2 separate regions of the Pan troglodytes genome follow, and region 1 is linked to region 2. Evidence: chromatin contacts called from public capture Hi-C data. All regions are on one chromosome and are shown on one strand. The core of a region is the stretch at or near the end of the contact, and the rest is flanking DNA. Distances in the headings are between cores, read along the strand shown. Region 1 has its middle 40 kb from the start of TPRA1. Region 2 has its middle 130 kb from the start of TPRA1.

Region 1 (2,812 bases), core at 13-2,512, 91 kb before region 2:
GATAGTTTCTGGTCGGGCACGCTGTCTCACTCCTGTAATCCTAGCACTTTGGGAGGCCGAGGTGGGTGGATCACGAGGTCAGGAGCTCGAGACCATCTTGGTCAACATGGTGAAATCCCATCTCTACTAAAATACAAAAAATTAGCCAGGTGTGGTTAGCTGGGCATGGTGGCACATGCCTGTAGTTCCAGCTACTTGGGAGGCTGAGGCAGGGGAATTGCTTGAACCTGGGAGGTGGAGGTTGCAGTGAGCTGAGATCGTGCCACTGCACTCCAGCCTGGGTACAGAGCGAGACTCCATCTCAAAAAAAAAAAAAAAAAAAGACAGTTTCTTGGACATCTTTTGATAGGGCTAAAGCTTGACTTCTGGAGGGTCTTGCTTCTCAAAAACCACCCTTTTTATATGCCAGCCTCTGAGGTTCACTGTCACTTGTGTGTCTTTTTTTTTTTTTTTTTTAGACAGGGTCTTGCTCTGCTGCCCCGGCTGGAGCGCAGTGGTGTGATCACGGCTCACTGCAGCCTCGACCTCCTGTGCTCAAGCGATCCTCCCGATCCTCCCGCCTCAGCCTCCTCAGTAGCTGGAACTACAGGTGTGCGCCACCAAGTCAGGCTAATTTAAAAACATTTTTTGTAGAGATGGGATTTCCCTGTGTTACCCAGGCTGGTCTCGAACTTCTGGGCTCAAGTGATCCGCCCTTCTTGGCTTCCCAAAGTGGTGGAAATACAGGCATGAGCCACCGTGACCGGCCTGTTGCTTGAACTTCATTCCAGTGCTAAAAGGAAATGCATGAAAAGACAGACTTAAACCAAAACTATGTAGACATTGATGGAGAATTTGGCACTTGGATACTTGGATTCTTACTGCTGAGATTTCAATGGTTTGAGACGTGAAGATTGAAGCTGGGGATATGATGATGCCCGTGTTACAGATGAGGACACTGAGGCTCAGACAGTCGTGCAGCCTGCTGGCCTGCGGGTACGGGGACAGCGCTGCGGGACGGCGCCTGGCGCTGGGTCGGCCACTCCCAGCTGGTGACCTTGGCCACTCCCAGCTGGTGATCTTGGCTGTGAAGCGAGATCCAGAGAGGGGAGGGGCCCCAAGGACCCAGCCGAGTGCGGGCAGGGCGGAGCTGAGCGTGGGTCCCAAGGGAGTCCCCGACGTTCTGCGGCCCCCCCAACGCCCGGCCTCTGGAGGCCGTAGGGGCTCCCTGGCCTCTCGCCCCCAGTGCAGCCCGGGCACAGTGCAGTCGCTCCGCGCCATGCTTGACGTGGGCACCAGGGGGCGGTGCGGCACCAGGCATGGCGGCGCGCGGGGCCGGGCTCCGGAAGGGGAGGGGGGCGGAGGGGAGGGGAGGGGAGGGTAGGGAAAGGGACGGGAGGACAGCAAGGGGAGGGGAGAGGAAGGAGAAAGAGGGGAGGAGAGGGGAGAGTAAAAGAAAGGGGAAGGCAGCGAGAGGAGGGGAGAGGAGGGGTTGGAGTAGGAGGGGAGGGGAAGGAGGAGGAGGGGAGGGGAAGGAGGAGGAGGGGAGGGGAAGGAGGAGGAGGGGAAGAGGAGGGGGCGCCTCCGGACTGCCGCAGGCCCCTCTCAGTTGCGCCTTTCGGAGGGGCTGGGCAGCGCCTGCCCTGCTTCCCAGCCCCGGGCTGTGCGTCTGCTCTGAGCTGCGCCAACACCGCCTGGCTTACTCCCCTACCCCTCCCCCGGACCCAGTCCTTGCCCCAGCTCCGTCCCTCCTCCCTTGACCCCTCCTCAGTACCCCAGCTTATGTCCCCTCTCCAGCACCCAGTCCGTGTCTCACCTCCAGACCCCAGCTCGCACCCCCAGCCTCAGACCGCACCCTCAGCCTCAGACCGCGCCCATTGACCACAGCCTGTGCCCCTCCCTCCCCAGTCGCACCACCTTCCCAACCCCAATCCTTCCCTCCTGAGTTCCCCTCCGAGCTTCATTTTCTTGCCTGGAGCTGTTTGGAGCCAGACTCTCAGGGTTTGAGCTGAGCCTGCCGCTGGCCTCGGTGTGGAATGGAAAGCCCACCACCGAGCTGGCTTCAAACCCTCCAGGGCTCCTGTCACCTTAAAATAGAATCCCCAGGAGGCCTTCCGCTCGCATGAATGCCCTGCCGCCCAGCTGACACCGCGGCTCCCCTCTCCCCTCCTCTCCTCTTGCAGCGGCACAACAGCCTTCCTGCTATCCACAAGGCCTCAGGGTTGTGCCTGCCTCCTGCCCCAGCACGTGTGGCTCCCTTGCCTGGAAAGCCCTTCCCTGACAATGCCCCTCAACCTCTCCTGATGGCCCAAAATTCTCTCTCCCCCCGATGGACCAAGTAGTCCCAATTCCTCCCTGGATGTTTCTGTTCCACTCCCCTATTTATTCCTTTCCTTTTCCCCCTAGAACTTCAGGGCAGCACCCTCCCAGTCTCTGTCTCCACGGGACCTCTCTCCAGCACTGACAGGGCTGCCTGGCACATGGCAGGGACTCAGTGACATGGGAGTGGAGGGTGACCTCAGTCTGGGACTATACCACTCAGGCAAGTGGACTCTGGATGAGGAGGCCTGGAGCCTGGCCTTCTCTGGGATGCTGGCCTGTTGGTCGTGACCTTGGCCTAAGCCCTTGGGGAGGGGACACGGGTCAGCTCACAACTCCCTGCTCTTGCTCACATTTGCTGAGCACTTGCTCTGTGCTAAGGGCTTTTCTTGAATCATCTCCTGGAATCTCGTAATAATCCCAATAATGCATCTCCTTTTTTGGATGAAGAAGCCAAGCTTCAGAGAGATTAAGCTACCTGCCTAAGGTTACATAGCTAAAAGTGGAGGCTGAG
Region 2 (3,017 bases), core at 4-2,503:
GAGTCTGTGTTGAAGTGGATCTCACTCTCAGGGCAACTGGAACCCTCAGAGGGTTGGCTATGTGGAGACTGGGCTGGGTCTGTGTGTGTGTGTGTGTGTGCACGTGCATGTGTGTGTTGGGGGGTGTCTAGTGGCTGGCTGCCACCTGAGAGGAGCAGATGCTGGGATGGGGAGAAGGGGATAGTCGAGACCACTGCCCCATGTCTAGCTTTGGTAGGGGTGGGTGTTGGGGACACGGTTAGCTGCAGTCATCCATCTTTTAAGGGCGGTCTTTATTTCTCAGATCCTTTTTTTATTGGTTCCCCTTCCCGCACAATAGGCTTCCGTGAAGAAAACCCCTGTTAACAACCTAGCATGTATCCTGTATTTTCTTTTGTGTTAATAAAATCCTATAGAGGCCTATATACATATACATATATACACACAAACTCACAGATTTTTTTGCCCATTGTTTTATAAAAATGGGATCGTATGTTACATTCTTATCTCCAAATTGCTTTTCTCACCCAACAATACCTTATAGAAATCCCTTTAAGTCTATTGGTAGGGAGGTAATTAAATTTTTTATAAGTTGCATAATATTCCGCTGTGTGGCCGTCCCGCCGCCTGCCCTTCCCCACTCCCCCGTCATGTCCACCTCCCAGCTTACGCCTCGGCAGCTCGGCTTCCAGAGCCCGGAAACGGCGCGCTGCTTCGCACCTCCTCTCCGCGATGCAGCCCGTTCCCTCCGCTGCCTGACTCACACGGCTGCCTCCTACTCACTGGGGATCCGTCTGCAGCTCCTTCTCCAGGGCAGCGGCCGGCAGGGCTGGCGGGAGCAGGGGGCGCAGAGAGGTCAGGGGCAGTTGAAGTGGGGCCTCGTGAGCCAGGCCGTGACGTGACGGGGCTGGGTCTTGATCCTGGATTGGGGGCCTCCCGGAAGGCTCGAAACAGGGAGTGCTGTGTGTTAAGAAGCCCTGTAGCTGGCTGGAGACCTGGAACCTGTTCTGGTCGTCCTGTGAGGCAGGGGACCTGGGTCCCTCCGCTCCTCCCCAGGCTCCCCATCCACCCCCTCCCTCTTGGTCCCCGCTGTCTCCATTGGCTTCTCCTCCTCCGTGGTGAGCCAGGCTGTCCTGAGTGACCAGGGGCAGACGGCCCCCGCCCACCCGCTTCCTGCGGCTCCCCCGAGGCCCTCCGGCTTCAGTCTCCACAGCTGAATCCTGCAGGAAGCCATACAGTGGGAATCTCCGAGCAGCTTCTGGTTCGCCCTCGGGTCTGAGTCACTCTCTGTGCTCTGTCTCCCCACCTCCCCACTTCGTCTCTGGCAGGCACCGATGCCTTCTGCACATTGTTCCCCGGGGAAGGGAACCACCCCTGCCTCACCTGGCGGCTTCCACTCCCGGTGGGGCCGTGGTGCCAGGGGTGGACAGTGCCATGGACAGGGTGGCTGCTTTGGTTCCCAGACTCCCTGAAGCCGCTCGTAGGGCCCTTCTAGAAAGGCCTGTCGTCGGCCCGCCCCTCCCCTGAGGTCAGAGGGCATGGGTCATCAGCAGCCCCGGGGCTTGTCCACCAGATGCAGCAGGGTGGGGCGGAACAGGCCCTGTGTCTGTTCTAATTGCCCTGTTTCACTTCCGAGGCTACCTGGCTTTTACACCACAGGACGCTGAGTTTCTAATTACTATAGGGAAAGAGAAAAGGAGTTTTCTTTTTCAATAAGTGTATTTAAGTGGAGGAAGATCTGAAGGAAATGCCCACAGATGACTCTAGTGGGGCCGGGCGCCCAAAACCTGAAGGAGAGTCCGTGAAGAGGCTGGGAGGGTGCCCGCCGGCTGCTGGTGGGCCAAACACACTTTTCTTCCCGCACTGTTTTGAAAAGCTATTGAATTGTGGGATTCCCAAGCAAACGTGAATTTTCTGGCTTCTTTTGAAAGGTCTGGACACTGGGCAAGGCTGAGAGGGGGAGCAGCGTGCCTCCCCGGCCTCCCTGCTGGGTTCACGGGGGAGAGGTTTGCAGCCCGCGGGCATCCGAGTCCTGCCCAGGCGACTGGGAGGGCCAGGCCAGAAGGGCGTCTCCTGGGGTGGGAGGCCCATGCCGGGCCGCCCCCGGGACTCACGCTGCTCCCAGGCCCTAGAGAGGGCGCGCAGCCCGAGCGCCTGGGACAGGCAGTCGCGCAGTGAGCACCTGCAGAGGCTGGGGTTTGGGCCGTGGCGCTGGCGCCGGCTCGCGGAGCTTCCCTTCCGCCCTCGCGGTCCCCTCTCGGGCTCGGTCCCCTCTCGGGCTCGGTCCCCTCTGCACAGCAAGGGGCCGCTCGGCTGCGGCGCGGCGCTCTGGGGGCGGCAGGGGGCGCTGGCGGCCCGCGGGAACCCTCTGCAGCCCAGGACAAAGGCTGCGGGTGCGGCGCCGAGCCTGTGCTATGCTGGGACCCGGCGATGCAGCCCCGACTGCAGCCCGCTCCAGCCCATCCCGACCGACCGCCAGCGCCGTCGGTAGTCCTCTCCCCCAGCGCACACCTCCGCCTCTCCTCCGCATCCCTCCCCGGCCATCTGTTTTGCACTTCCCCTCTCCATCCCTGGGCCTCTCTGTCTTCTGTCTGCCTCTCTAACTCCAATAAGGGCTGACCCTGTCTCTGAGTGCCCCTTGGGTCCCTGGCATCTCTCTGTTTTTCCTGCTCCAACTGTTTTCTCCGGAGGTCAGTTTGCTCTTCCAGAGAGGAGGCCCTGAGGCCCCATTAGCAGTGATGGGACCAGCGGAAGAAAAGCACCCCGCCTCCTCCACCTTCGCCTGCCCTTTGGCCTCTGTTGCAGGCTGGGCGCCTCTGACTGCCCACAGATAGTCTTCATGTTAATGCCAGGTCTTACTGGGTTCTCCCTCTGGCCCCACCATGCCCCCTGGGTTGCCTGGGCAAAGGGGGGAGGTTGGGATCCTGGCCTGGGCTCCCTGTGGTTGCGGGCAAAGCTGGTGCTGAATGGGAATGGAAGGCATTCCCAGGCTCCGGGCTGGGCCACGGGACCTGGCCTGCCTCTGCTGTGGCCTGCCG

The links. Capture Hi-C pulls out chosen DNA fragments and counts their contacts.
Region 1: a contact with region 2 is called in a capture Hi-C map of stem cell-derived neural stem cells, with 4 times the contacts expected there. The contact joins two enhancer-like sites. A contact is called at or near these places in 3 of 7 Hi-C or Micro-C datasets (induced pluripotent stem cells and stem cell-derived neural progenitor cells) and 1 of 1 other capture datasets (stem cell-derived neural stem cells).

What each region holds. Positions count from the first base shown.
Region 1 is chr2:130,779,326-130,782,137 of NHGRI_mPanTro3-v2.0_pri, reverse strand. No RefSeq gene overlaps it. Among named protein-coding and RNA genes, the nearest start is that of TPRA1, 40 kb to the left of the region's middle. Within about 2 kb of position 1,262, at least 10 of the 24 cell types and tissues checked have an H3K27ac peak or open chromatin away from gene starts, as enhancers often do. A contact at or near this core is called in stem cell-derived neural stem cells, where this site is marked.
Region 2 is chr2:130,687,992-130,691,008 of NHGRI_mPanTro3-v2.0_pri, reverse strand. No RefSeq gene overlaps it. Among named protein-coding and RNA genes, the nearest start is that of TPRA1, 130 kb to the left of the region's middle. Within about 2 kb of position 1,253, at least 8 of the 24 cell types and tissues checked have an H3K27ac peak or open chromatin away from gene starts, as enhancers often do. A contact at or near this core is called in stem cell-derived neural stem cells, where this site is marked.